Linked DNA regions of Mus musculus: all the other regions are linked to region 1. A link is a contact called in public Hi-C and HiChIP or PLAC-seq data. All regions are on one chromosome and are shown on one strand. The core of a region is the stretch at or near the end of the contact, and the rest is flanking DNA. Distances in the headings are between cores, read along the strand shown. Region 1 has its middle 17 kb from the start of Klf4. Region 2 has its middle 190 kb from the start of Gm34482. Region 3 holds the start of Rad23b (RAD23 homolog B, nucleotide excision repair protein). Region 4 has its middle 160 kb from the start of Gm12511.

Region 1 (3,265 bases), core at 629-3,128:
AAAGCAATTGAGCAATGAAGTGATGGCTTCACTCTCTCCCCCCCTCTCTCTCTCTCGTCTCTCTGCATATTTATGGAGAATGTTCAAAACTTCATGGTTGAGGTGATTGTTCACACTAAGGACATTCCAGAAGGAATGCTGTCTAGGAGTTACTCTTTCCAGATTGTACTAAAAGAGCTTTGCTGCTTCGTCTTTAGCTCTTTACCCTGCTTGGTTTCCTCTTGATACTTATTTAAAACATATCAGGATTGTTTCTTCTATTTCTCTTCCATCACACAACACAGTGAAGACAATACCATGACATACTTCATCTGAAATCCCGGAATGACGACAGCACAGCCCATTCCACTTAGTGTGAAGACTCTGCAGTGGCCTTTCGGATGGAAAAGGACAGCCTGCCCGTTGCTCACGTCAGACCTACTCTACAGTAGATAGTTCTTTCAATGGCTAAGGAGAAGCCTATTGGAAATCTGCTTGGATAAACAAACCCGCATTGAGTCCAGAGGTAATCATTAATGTTTCAAGGGCTAACTCACTGGATGCCCTTTTCCCTCTGATGGCTTCCAAGCACCCCTGATGATGGGTTTCGGGAGATAAACTTTCCAGTCAGCAGACTCCAATTGAGAAGACAATGGATTGGAGATGCAGAGATTAACAGGAGTTTGGGTGATGAACGATTACTCCTATCTGGTCTGTGTGAAATGAAAGGAGCTTGCAGCATCCCCAGATAGGAGTTGTTTGGGTTTCAGGCCCATAATACCCTCCCTCTCTCCACAAAGGATTAGACCCTCTCTGAACAAAGCTAGAACAGAATCGTGTGGGTCGGCCAGACTCTGGGCCTTGACCTTGCTCTGCTGTTTCTGGTCACGTGCCACTTGTTTGGGATTTTGTTTTTCTGTGTTCTTCCGAAGGGCGACTTTCCCAGCGTCAAGAGCCTTTTCAAAGTCACAAGCGAATCATCCCTTAGTTCTTCCAGGCCGCTTTGGCAGGCTTTCTCTACCTTCCCCAAACAGGACCAAGCTCCTATATAAAATTCATAAAATTCTTGGCAGGAAAGAAACCCTCCCATTGGAATGAACAGATGTTGGGCGAGTAACTTTGCCATGATGAGTTGTTCCTAATACTGTAGGTCTAAAACGTGTGAGGATGTTAGCTTGTATTTTAATGAATGTCAACAAGTTCTGGGCAGTTCTTCCATCGCTATCTGTGGCACACACATAACAATCACACACCTGAATTTCTACAGAGTCCTTGGGGATTGGAAAGCTATGAAAAAGCGAAAATGGAAATCCAACGTGCATGCTGATGTATTATTATAAGCTAACTCTCAGAAACACCTTTCCTCTCTGCCCAGCACCTGGATGGTCTACGTGCTTCTCCTGAGGCAATTAGCTTTGGGGGAATCAGCAGAGACGACCAGGGTCCCCACCCCGGAGACTGGAGTGTCAGTTGCCTGGGCTTCTGCTGGCTGCAATGCAAGCCCAGAACCAGCCTATCCACTTTGGGATTCAAAGTCGGAAATAGGGTTCCCTGTGGGGTGGGATGCGGTGCGAGCCGCTCCGCTACAGCTGGCGGAGGAGACTTGGGACTGGACTGGAAAGCGGCGCATGCGCGACCCAGTGAGCATCGGGCTCCGCCTGGAGTCCCCGCTGAGGGCAGTTCTCGCTCTGCCGGAGCGCACCAACGTATTCCAGGTCCCCTGCCACGCCCGGAAGAACTCCTTAGCGTCCCTGTTCCTCTCCAAGAGGAGGTGGAATGGAAGATCGTAGGGTGTGGCTGGCGGAAGAGCCGATCGCCCAGAGTCCGCGACGCTCTTGGGCGGCCCCGGTGCCCGGGAGGCCTGAGGGCTTGAGCTGGAGGCGGGTGCGGCGCGGTCTGCAGCGCCTCCCGCCGGTCCTCTTGCAGTAACGCGGCCGCAGGAGGGAGAGCCTAGACCCAAGCCCTAGACTGACTCTTGTACGGGATTTCTCATTTTGACTCTCATCAGTACTTGGTTTGGGGCTCCTGAAACTTGATTCCCAGGCCTCTTCTTGGCGGATGAATACTGGGAGGTCGTACGATCATTTCAGAGAAGGAGTGGGTGGGCTGCAGACGAGGACAGGGTTCTGGGTTTGTTTCTTATCGTTTTGGTACCAAGGATTAAAGACAGGATTTTGTGCATGCTACGTAGGTCTTGGACAGCAGAGCTACAACCCCCCTCATTTACCTTCCCACAGAGAAGAAATCCGACTGCCCAGGTGGGATACTGTCACCTGTGGCTGTAAACTCAACTGTCTTCTCTCTGAACTTCATTTCCTCGTTGCAAAATAGTAATGATCTTATCTGCTTCCCAAGTAAGAAATGCAAAGCCCCTAGCTGTGACATCAGCTGTCAGGGCCCAAGAGCAACAGTACTACACACACACACACACACACACACACACACACACACACACACACACACACACAAAACAGGTGCAAAGAGAGACTTTACTCCTCACACAGTCAACCAGCAGATCCAGGGTCCTTTTTTGACAACACATAGCAGATGCTCAGCGGTCTATAGATCTTTGCCTGTGGCAGTCATGTTTGCTCACTCAGGCAGCTTGCAATGCAGAAAACTAGGTTTTTAAGTGGAGTTGGGGCGGTGGCTTATATGCTGCAGCTCCTGTAATAAGGTCAGAGTACAACTTAATTTTCCCCATTTCTTTCCTTATTTAGTGTGTGTGTGTCATCTCAGACAACGTGTGCTACTGTGTTCTCAGACACTTAAGAGGGAAGAAAGTACCCACTAAGCCACATCTCAGCCCATGTAGGAAGCTCGGACTACTGGGACCATGTGCTCTCATTTCTCCTTAACACCTCTCCCACACACATCTCACATTCTTTCTGAAGTGATCGTGTTAGAAAGTGTTAGTGTACACAGACTTACCAGTTGCCAGAGGTCTTTATCCTATAACTTCCCTTGGACCCAGTACAGCAGGCACATCTCTCAGGGTGAGTTACTAGTTCCCGCTGGAATGGAGCAGTGTGCAGATTTGGTGGATTGGGGAGAGCTTGCCTTCACGCCCTTTCCCAGACTTTGACTTTATCAGAGGATACCTCCTGGGACACCTGCCACTTGTGTGCTCTCGCTAAAGGTTGGCACTTTGCCTAGAGAGGGGGGAATGGGTCTTCTTGGACATGTTCTTTTTCAGTCCTGTTCTGGGGCATCTAATTCAACAGTCAGCGTGAACGGAGACAAGAGTCACCATGGAAATCTATTAGGAGTTTTTATGTGTTTGTTT
Region 2 (3,358 bases), core at 54-2,553, 250 kb before region 1:
AAGAGGTAGGTGGGCAGAGTAATTAAACCTTTTGTCTTTATATCCCTGATCCCAGCTCCAGGTCCTGGGCAGATCTTGCTAAGTGTGGGAAAACCCAGCTTATAAATGCCAAAGAAACAGAAGGTCATCTTTATCCTCAGCTTCGTGTTTAATGAGTGTTTGCAAGCTTCCCTGTCTCATTAGGTTTGACAGCTTTTAGAACTCAAAGGAAAGTTCTTTTTTCCCCTAAACCTGAGGCAGGTACTTCCTTTACTTTTCAAGGAAGACATTAAAACCATAAAAGAACATTTCTTGTGAACCATAAAAAGGATAAACAATAAACGATGTGGTTTGTGAGAGAGGAAATATCACACACCTTATTGAAAAAGTGCTCTTACTGGAAACAATGTGTTTGGAGATGAATTTTTCTTTCCTATTGCCAGGCCTTGACCTGCCAATTCTCCAGGGAAATATGGGGCATGAGATGTTGCTGCAGCGCCAGTGACCAGCAGTTTTCAGATGACATCGCTGGCCAGACCCATCACACGGTCACGTCAGTGCTCACAACCACACTCCCAGAGAGTTAGGACATTTCCATTTCACAGCCCCAGCACCTGAGCTTGAGGATAGCAGCTTACTAACACACAGAGCTGGAATCTGCTCATATTTGTCCCATGGCTGTGGCATCTCACTTAGACCAAGGTCTAAGGGAATGGGGGCCAGGGATCGACCCATGTTGCCACATATGATAGAATCTCCGTCTTAGTTAATGCCAAAAAATATTCCTTTATGTGTATTTGCCATATTTCCTTTTAAGTAGCCATCTGTGAATTTGGCTCCATATCCTGGTATATATCACTGTGTAGTGAGTCTGGGAGTGTCTTGGTTTTAATTCAATTGGGTACACACTCAGAATGAAGTTGCTGGATCATTCAGTGATTCTATTTTTAATCTTGTGAGAAATCACCACACTGTTTTCCATAGATGCTACAATATTTGGTGTGCAAGATGCATAATTCAATATTCTGTCTGCCCAACAGAATGTCTGTGACTAAATATAATATATGCATACTACTTTTTGTTAGGTGTTTTTGTCACCAACACACAAGTGATGGAGGTAAGAGGTAAACTGACCATCTTTATGTTTTGGGCATGTGTGTGTTTGTCTCCAAATCTGTCAAATTATGTTCATTAGATCAGTTTTCCATATCAACTCCACCTCAGAAAAGCTGTTAAGCCTGGGAATGTAATTGTCTGATACAGCACTTGCTCAGCATACACAGTGCTGAGAGGGAAGAAGAGGAAGTTAAGGAGAAAGTTACTTCATGTCTGCAATCCCAGCCAAGGGTAGACATAGGCAAGAGAATGCATGGAGGTGAGACAAACTTGGACTACACAGAGAGCTCCAGACCAGCCTGTGCAACAAAGTGAGAGTCTGTTTCAGACAAGCAAGAAGGCAGACTTGAAAGAAACTGTCCCACAACTGTGTTCATATATTTGGCATTACTAGTCTATATATAAAAGTGGCTAAGGCCATAAAGTATTTTATAAACCTCCACAAAAGAAAAGGAGAAAAAGAGATGGAAGGAAAAAAGAAGAGAGGAAGGAAGGAAGGAAGGAAGGAAGGAAGGAAGGAAGGAAGGAAGGAAGGAAGGAAGGCCTAAAATAAAAAGAGATCCAACTACAGGTCGCTGAATTGTATGCATTAATATTTGCCTGTAATATCAGCACACAAAAGGTCAAGGCAGGAGGACTGTAAGCTTGAATTTTGAAGCCACCTAACAATACAAAGTGTGAAGTGCCCTCCACTCCTCTTCAAAAAAAAAAAAAAATGTCTTTTTTGAGTCTCAATTCCACAGGCTTTGTGTAAGATCTAAGTAACTCCAAGTCCAGAGGTGTCATTGAACAGCATTTCAATGAACTCTGTCCCAGCACCAAGCAGTTAAAAAAAATCACCACCTTGCTCTTTAAATTCACCCGACCCCATCGCCAGGCTTCCTCACCAGGGCATGAACAGAAACTGTGTTGTTTTGGGGGGAAGCCATGCTATAAACAGTCAACATATCCTAAGAGAAGCTGCAGCATACCCACACTGAGGCCCCGAAGATGTCCAGGCTTCACCCAGACTAGATGGCAATAAACACATGCTGCAAAAGGAAGGAAAGAGGATTCACTACATAAAGTTTGGGATAGACAGATATGGACATAAAAACTAAAGAAAAGTGCCCACAGTCCAACACCCCTGTACTGGCTGGTTTTGTGTGTCAGCTTGACACAAGCTGGAGTTATCACAGAGAAAGGAGCTTCAGGTGAGAAAATGCCTCCATGAGATCCAGCTGTGGGGCATTTTCTCAATTAGTGATCAAGTGGGGGGAGCCCTTTGTGGGTGGGACCATCCCTGGTCTGGTAGTCCTGGGTTCTATAAGAAAGCAAGTTGAGCAAGCCAGGGGAAGCAAGCCAGTAAGCAACATTCCTCTATGGCCTCAGCATCAGCTCCTGCTTCCTCACCTGCTTGAGTTCTAGTCCTGACTTTCTTTGGTTATGAACAGCAATGTGGAAAGTGTAAGCTGAATAAACCCTTTCTTCCCCAACTTGCTTCTTGGTTGTGATGTTTGTACAGGAATAGAAACCCTGACTAAGTCAACCTCCTAATGATAAAGGTATCTAATCAACATTAAGAAAGCATTTTCTTGTTTTTCCGTTTAACATTTAAAGCAGAGACACTTCCTCATCCATTCCTGTGTATCATCTTGAGGATTTTTCTGGGAGCATACTATTCCACCATGTTCTCTATTCTTTTCCCTCTAGGTTCTATCTGGTCACTTGCCTGTTACAAGTAATTTTGTAGCAAGCAACTTTGAAAATAAGCATGTTTAAAGATTAGGGGTTGCAGCCCCAGATGTGGAGTCTGTTAGGTATGATTTTCACACAAGTAACCAGAATGCTTTCTGAAAACCATCAATGGAAAAAAAACATACAATCCCAATCCAAGACTGTGCCCGGGGTCAGCTTGGTGGAAATGCTGTTGTGAAGTTATCAGGAGCCCAGAAGGCTTTGTCTTTGATTCAACTCATTGTTAACATGACCTTGAAAGTCTTAGCTCAATCTCTTTAGGCTTCAGTTTATTCTTTGTTTGAGAGAACTCTCATCAATCGCCCTGCCTTTTCCTTCCAATGCTCGGATTATAGGTGTGTACCAAGTTACCTGGCATCCGTTCAATGTTTGGGCATATGTTTTGAAGTGAAGTCTGACAGAATAGAGGAACATAATGTAGTACTGATGAGAAAGATGAGGGCAGCAAGAGTCCCCTTGAGTCCCCTTGTCCTTCACTGTGTCAGGCACAAATGTGTCACTAGTGGCCCTGAGTATAAAATTCTAG
Region 3 (3,249 bases), core at 634-3,133, 160 kb after region 1:
GAGGCTGGCTGATCTCTGAGTTTGAGGCCAGCCAGGGCTAGAGTTGAGTTCCAGGACAGCCAGAGATACACAGAGAAACCCTGTCTCAAAAGCCTAAAGAAAAAAAAAAGGGGGGGGGTGAGGAAGAAATTTGATTCTACAGGGCCTCTGTCCACTAATTGTTAACAACTGCTTCTGTGAAGATTGCAGAGCTCTCATGTAAATGTTTTTCTATACTTTCAAGAATTATTGCAGATATCTGGAAATTAAATAACTTCTTATAAAATTATTTTGTGCCACAATTTCAAAAAGGTTGGGAATTCTTGGCTTCTTATTAAAGATTGAAGGAGACTTTAGAATATTAGATGTGATAGGTAAAACAAAACACCATGTCTTCACACAAACATATACTGATTACATAGTAGGCCTTATTTAGAAATCAACTAAATGCCATTTAATCCTCACCATCTCAGCTGGTACAGTTCCCATTTCAGAAAATCAAACAGGGTAGTTTGTCCCGCTGTAGAAAACGAGTTATAGAGCCACAAATAGAATTCGGATCTCGGATCTATTTAATTAACACCACGTCCTGGTTGTTTCAATTACAAACTCAATCAGTCAAAAAAAAAAAAAAAGAAGAAGAAGAAGGAAACCCCCCCACACAAATATGCAGTAATCTATTGACATAGCGTCATAATTCCACGTGAGAAAAAATTTTATTCGCATGACATTTTTTAGATTCCTGACATAAAGTTGTATTAAAGTTAACACAGATCTTTTTACAGGCAAAACCGGAGACCACTGCATTAGAATTTATCACGTGAACTCGTTAAGTGTAGTAGTCGGCTTTTTAACTGTAGAACACCAAGTTTTTATATTTTTCTCCCTCCCTTCAAATACTACTATTCTAGGAGTCCGAGGAGCGTTCAGGTTCCCAAGACGACCGAAAGAACGCATTTAAATCCGGATCTGAAGGTTTCTAATGCAAAATTCTTCACCACCAACGTGGCCTCAGAACGTAATCCACCTGTGGGTGTGGGTTCAGTGGCTGCGAGGGGAAGGATCGTAAAAACTAATCCAAAATAAGACATAAATAAAAGGGCTCCTTCTGAGAGGCCAAAAAATTCATTTTTCCCCCACCATCCCTCCCGGCTGCAGACAAAACTAGGCGCGTTTAAGGCCCACCGTCTTGGGTAACCGGCCCCTTAGACCTCTGCACCTAGCCATGTCGCCGGAGGGTGGTGGCTTCGCCTGGGTCTCCCTCCCTCCCCCACCTGTGCACGTCAGGCCCGGCTCCAGCGCCCAGGCCGCCAGGTCTCCCCTCCCCCTCCGTCCCCACGACCACGCGCTCCGGGCCGCGGCCACCAGCGCCCACGCGGACCGGTGCTGCTCCACGCCATCTGCCCCCGGGCCTTCCTCGTTGTCGGCCACAAAGCCGGCGGTGACCCGACGCCCCTCTGGGGCCCTCCCGCGCCGCCCCGACTCGGGCCCGCGCTCCCCTAACCCGGCGGCGCATACCGTCTCCTCCGGGTCGATGTCGATCTTGAAGGTCTGCTGCTGAAGGGTCTTCAGGGTGACCTGCATGGTGCCTAAGCCGGGGCCTGGCCGCCCCGGGGTGGCCGCGATCCTCGCGCTCTCGGGAGGAAGGCGGTGGGGGTGGGGGGGCTTGTCACATTCGCCCGGAGTCGCACTCACCCCGGGCCCCGCGTCTCCCCTGGCCGCGCCGCCGCTCGCTCCCGCGGCTTTCCCGGTAAGCTCGACCCGCGGTGCTTCCTCACGCGCCAGCCACTGGGCCCGCAGGAGGCGCGAGGGACTCCCCGAGAGACGCAGAGAACCCGCTACCTCACCACAGGATGGTGGCCGCCATCACCGTGACTCGCCGAGACGTGACCCCTCCCCCACCAGAAAAAAACCCGGAGGATGGGGCCAGACTCGGGCGATCTGAGCAGGCGCAGGGTGCGGCGACGCAGTGCGCAGGCGTGAACAGGAACTCCGCCCGGGAATTGGAGGCGGGGCGATGGGTGGGGCTGGAATATCGTGCGGCGCGGCACCGGCGTGCGCAGGCGCACTTCGCAAGCAGAGGCGCTCGCGGAGGCCTGGTCCGCTCCGCGGTCCTGCAGTGGCTCCGCCTACATCCAGGCTCCGCCCAGCGGCGCGAGTTGCGCAACCCGTAGCCGGGGAACGGCTACGTGGAGTCCCGGCTCAGTGGCTGCGGCTCAGCGAGCGCGGAACCTTGAGGGCGGTGGAGCGGGCGGAGCCTTAGTGCAAGGATTGCCGAGGGCCGGCCCAGGAGGGGCGCACATCGCCAGTCGAGCATGTGTAATGCCGGTTGCTTCCCTGATTCTGAGACTGACTTCAGCCATGGACTGCTTGCTTGCCAGTCTTGTGTTCTCTCACCAGCCTTGGGACCTCCCACCTCTAAAGAAAGGCGGATTTAAGAAGGAGGCCTAGTTGTGTCACGCCTTTCCCTCTATCGTTTTGCTTCGTTTAGGTGTTGGTGGTAGATATTAGGCGGTTGCCTCTCCTCACCCCCTTCCCCCGCCCCCCCCCGCCTCACCCCAAGCGCTGCTTTCCTTTGCACGTGGACCCTTTTAATCTTTGCTCAAATGTCGCCTTCTTGAACTCTATCCTGCCTATCCAACTTAAAGTATCTTATTCGGATCTCATTATCCAGCTCCACTTGTCTCAGTAACCATTCATCACCTTCTGGGTACTCTACACTATGTGTATTTAGCGTGTGTGTCTTCTCTTCTTTTTCTGGTCCCCAGGCTGAAGCTACACAGAGGCATGCATTTTGTTTTGCCCACGTTGTGCCCCAAAGCCTACAGAATAAGCCTAGCACATTGTAGGTACAAGGTAAATATTAGAAAAATAGGTAGACGTGCTTCTGGTTCCTTGGCAGTAAGGGTGAGATGTCACTCAGCTAATTGGTGGTTGGAGAGGGTGGGATAATGCATGTAAGTCTTAGAGTCAGGAACACAAAGTTAAGTGCTTGGCTGTAGCTGTATGATTATTTACACAGCGATAAGACCAGAGTGCAGAGGTGTCGGGTAATAAGCACCACAATAGTAAGTGACACTTTAGGTGCTTGTCTGTATGCTGCCTCTTAATAGTGCAGTGACCCCTGTTAGACTTAAAAAGAAGAAAAAGCAGTTACCATCAGACCACAGTGAGGACAATTATGAGCATCCCCCATCTCTGAGCCAGCACCATCAATGATTACAGTATCGCTATTTGGATTTTCATGATTCCAGAAGCTAGGATATAATT
Region 4 (3,185 bases), core at 448-2,947, 220 kb before region 1:
TCCCCAGAGTCTCCTGACCCCATCCCCAGCTTGAGTTAGAGATGTGAACTCTTTTGGGCTTCTTTTCCTGTGAAGGCTTCATTCCAACGAGGAAGCAAAGCAACACTTGCCTCACACTATTAGCGTGAGGAAGGACGAGACAACTTTAAGTAAACTTCCAGCCTATCTTGGATGCTCCGTGAATGAGCATTTCCGTTCAAACTCTGGCCACTTGCACAGACTCCTGACTCCTCTGCTGACAGGGATTAGGAGTTTAGACTTCTTAGAAGTCCTGACAGGATTCCAGTGAGCCCAAACCCTCCCTCCTCCCTGGGGTCCTTCCCTATAAACAGAGTCCTATAAGTCTGTGCTCTCTCTCACCTGCCACCCTACATGGAGGCCTGGGTCAGATGTGCTGAAAACACTCTGTGGCCTCTAGAACAGGGCCAAAGTCCCACAAGTGAAGTGACAAATGAATCAACTCAGCCAGGGCTTAGTCATTCTTAGGTACTTTCCACACAGACACATCGAGATGGTTACCAGAGAAAAGTCTGCCTGCCGACCTCACAGCTGCCCAGAGAAAATGTTGTTGTAACCTTTCCTTCACAGGGGAACAAGCAGCATCACTCTCCTTTCCTTCCCGTCCTTTCTGGAGCGAGATGCCCTGGCAAGGGAGCTGAAGTGCTTGTTTTTGTTTACCCTGGAGGAAGTTTCCAGATAGTTCTGAATCCAGGGCTTTGAATATGGGGCCGGCCCTTCAAGTCTTAGGCACTTAATGTCTAAGTGCATAAACAACTCCTCAGAGGCCACTGTCACTGGCCATCCAGATTCTCGGCCTTCCCAGCTAGCTCTCTGGTCAACAAGAGTATCCTTTAGGCTTTCAGATTCCAGAAAGACTGTGGAAGACTGTCCAAGCCCCTCACACTGATGTAGAGCGAGCTGGCTTCGCATACTTGTTATCCCAGAAATCAATAGGTCAAGCAGGAAGACTACCATAAGTAGTACCATACCAGCCTGGGCTACTTAGTGAGTGCTGGGTCTGCCTGGTCGACAATATGAGGTTGTTGTTTGCTTGTATGTATGTATATTTGTTTGTTTGTTTGTTTAATAAACAAAAATGTCTTCCCTTCCACCTGAGACATTAGATTGTAACTTCCTGGTCCCCTGTTCTTGCTTCTTAGTAATGGGGATTAAGAGTGCTCACCCAAAAATGGAGGGAAAGGCACATGAAGAAATGATCACAGCCTGGAACTCTCGCCCTCTGCTCCAATTCTTCAATCATTTCTGTGCAACCTTTCTCTATTTAAATTTCCTCTTTTACTTCCTATGTACTATCTCATTCTGTCTCCTCTCCTCTCCTCTCCTCTCCTCTCCTCTCCTCTCCTCTCCTCTCCTCTCCTCTCTTTTCTTCTCTGTTATCTGTATTTTTTTCTGCCTTGTTTTTAAGCCTCAGTCCAACCCCTACCCCATTCATAGCCATTTCTCTGTCTGGTATAGCTTTGGCGTGCAGCTATTGAAAGCTAGCCAGACTCTGGTTAAAAAACGTTGCAATTCTTGGCCGGTGTTTCTCTCCTTCCAAACGAGGGTGATGTTTCAGGCATAGGAAGTCCTGCCATCCATTTAGGCCCCAGGGAAGAAAAATAGCACAGCCTTTGTGTGTGGCCTTAGGTGGATGGTGAAGTGGGCCTCTGCATACTCACAGAAATAAGTCTGGTGTTTCAGAGAATTGTGAAATGTGTGCAGGCAATGTGTCATCCCAACAACAGTGAGTCAGTCTCCAGGCCCAGGCCCAAAGCTGGCTGCCTTTGCTTTCTAAATAGAAAGTGTATTCCTGGCCAGCCAGGCATTAGCAGAGGAGTGGTGGGTGAGTGAATGGACAGAGAAGCAGAGAAGACGTGCTAGTCCATACATCACAGGTTCCCAGGAAAATCAGGCTCCCCCTTTTCGGCCATCATTGGGAAGAGGGGCCCCTTAGTCTTGCAAACTTTATATGCCCCAGTACAGGGGAATGCCAGGACCAAGAAGTGGGAGTGGGTGGGTAGGGGAGCAGGGCGGGCGGGGGGGTTATAGGGGACTTTTGGGATAGCATTTGAAATGTAGATGAAGAAAATATCCAATAAAAAATTGAAAAAAAGGAAAATTTGTAAAAGAGCATTCTTTTTCCTTCTTTCCTAGTCACTTGAATCTGGTGTGTGTGTGTGTGTGTGTGTGTGTGTGTGTGTGTGTGTGTGTGAACTTTGCCCTTTGTCATTTATTTCAGCCTGAGCTTCCAGAGTGACCTTCCAAAATAAAGCCATAAAACTGCGACACAGTGGCCTAGATGACCTGAATGTGATAATCAGCCTCAATCAAATGGAGTTCAAAATCTCATCTTACCTTCCACTAACACTGTGAGAAGAGACAGAGACAGAGACAGAGACAGAGACAGAGACAGAGACAGAGACAGAGACAGAGACAGAGACAGAGACAGAGGCAGAGGCAGAGGCAGAGGCAGAGGCAGAGGCAGAGGCAGAGGCAGATAGAGACAGAGACAGAGACCAAACACAGAGAACATTCATGCATATGTATGGGTATTATTTGGGTATTACTGAGTAAATTTCCAAGCTCTCTGGAATCTTAGCATCACATTAGCTAAGAGGACCTGTCTGTCATGTATACCAGTGCTGTGTGCATGTGTGTGCATTCATGTATGTGTGCATGTCTGAGGGTACATCACTGGGTTTAAAAAACAATCTCTTTAGAGTCTCTGTCAATTCAAAACAAAACAAAAAACCCCTGCCTGCTCTTTCATGAAGTTTAAAGAAGGTAGCAACACTCACAGCAGGCGAGCATGGCATTCAGATGTCCTTATCTAACAAAAAGATGCTGTAGTTTGGAATGAATGTCCCCAGAGACCTATGTATCTGATACTTGGTCCGCATTCTGTGCTGCAACTGGGAGATCATAGGATGCTGAGGACATAGAAACTTGTGGAAGGAAAGGAGGTCATTGAAGGAGAGATTTGAGACCTGCCCATTTATGACCACAGTGATGTACTGCTATTCCAACACTATCAAATTCTGGACCAACAAGACCAGGGATTGAAACCAGGAACAAAAACAAACGTTTCCCTTTTATAAGTTGACTACTTTGGGTATTTATGTCACAGTGACAGAGAGCTGACTACCAAGAAGAGTCACAGCCTTAACTCCTCTTCATTCTCCAGC

What was found. Hi-C and Micro-C count contacts between places; a contact is called where the count stands out from the background. HiChIP or PLAC-seq counts read pairs in DNA pulled down with a chosen protein or histone mark.
Region 2: an H3K4me3 HiChIP or PLAC-seq map of bone marrow-derived macrophages shows a contact between it and region 1, with 7 times the contacts expected there. The contact joins two enhancer-like sites. A contact is called at or near these places in 2 of 484 Hi-C or Micro-C datasets (bone marrow-derived macrophages and nephron progenitors), 5 of 115 datasets of contacts at active chromatin or transcription factors (bone marrow-derived macrophages, embryonic stem cells and stem cell-derived neural progenitor cells) and 1 of 9 other capture datasets (embryonic stem cells).
Region 3: a contact with region 1 is called in a Hi-C map of uterus, with 2.6 times the contacts expected there. The contact joins the promoter of Rad23b here to the enhancer-like site in region 1. A contact is called at or near these places in 1 of 39 promoter capture datasets (pre-B cells), 3 of 484 Hi-C or Micro-C datasets (B cells, muscle stem cells and uterus) and 4 of 115 datasets of contacts at active chromatin or transcription factors (embryonic stem cells and thymic regulatory T cells).
Region 4: a contact with region 1 is called in a Hi-C map of uterus, with 2.8 times the contacts expected there. The contact joins two enhancer-like sites. A contact is called at or near these places in 11 of 484 Hi-C or Micro-C datasets (MC3T3-E1-derived osteoblasts, beige adipocytes, bone marrow-derived macrophages and 7 more), 5 of 115 datasets of contacts at active chromatin or transcription factors (bone marrow-derived macrophages, differentiating embryonic stem cells, embryonic fibroblasts and 2 more) and 1 of 9 other capture datasets (embryonic stem cells).

What each region holds. Positions count from the first base shown.
Region 1 is chr4:55,513,459-55,516,723 of GRCm38.p6, reverse strand. No RefSeq gene overlaps it. Among named protein-coding and RNA genes, the nearest start is that of Klf4, 17 kb to the left of the region's middle. Within about 2 kb of position 1,878, at least 148 of the 459 cell types and tissues checked have an H3K27ac peak or open chromatin away from gene starts, as enhancers often do. A contact at or near this core is called in B cells, beige adipocytes, bone marrow-derived macrophages and 4 more, where this site is marked.
Region 2 is chr4:55,763,471-55,766,828 of GRCm38.p6, reverse strand. No RefSeq gene overlaps it. Among named protein-coding and RNA genes, the nearest start is that of Gm34482, 190 kb to the left of the region's middle. Within about 2 kb of position 1,303, at least 3 of the 459 cell types and tissues checked have an H3K27ac peak or open chromatin away from gene starts, as enhancers often do. A contact at or near this core is called in bone marrow-derived macrophages, where this site is marked.
Region 3 is chr4:55,348,676-55,351,924 of GRCm38.p6, reverse strand. It overlaps Rad23b (RAD23 homolog B, nucleotide excision repair protein), which reads right to left and starts at 1,883. Exons shown (of 10, transcript NM_009011.4): 1 at 1,498-1,883. The coding sequence starts at 1,563.
Region 4 is chr4:55,730,738-55,733,922 of GRCm38.p6, reverse strand. No RefSeq gene overlaps it. Among named protein-coding and RNA genes, the nearest start is that of Gm12511, 160 kb to the right of the region's middle. Within about 2 kb of position 1,697, at least 131 of the 459 cell types and tissues checked have an H3K27ac peak or open chromatin away from gene starts, as enhancers often do. A contact at or near this core is called in beige adipocytes, bone marrow-derived macrophages, embryonic fibroblasts and 2 more, where this site is marked.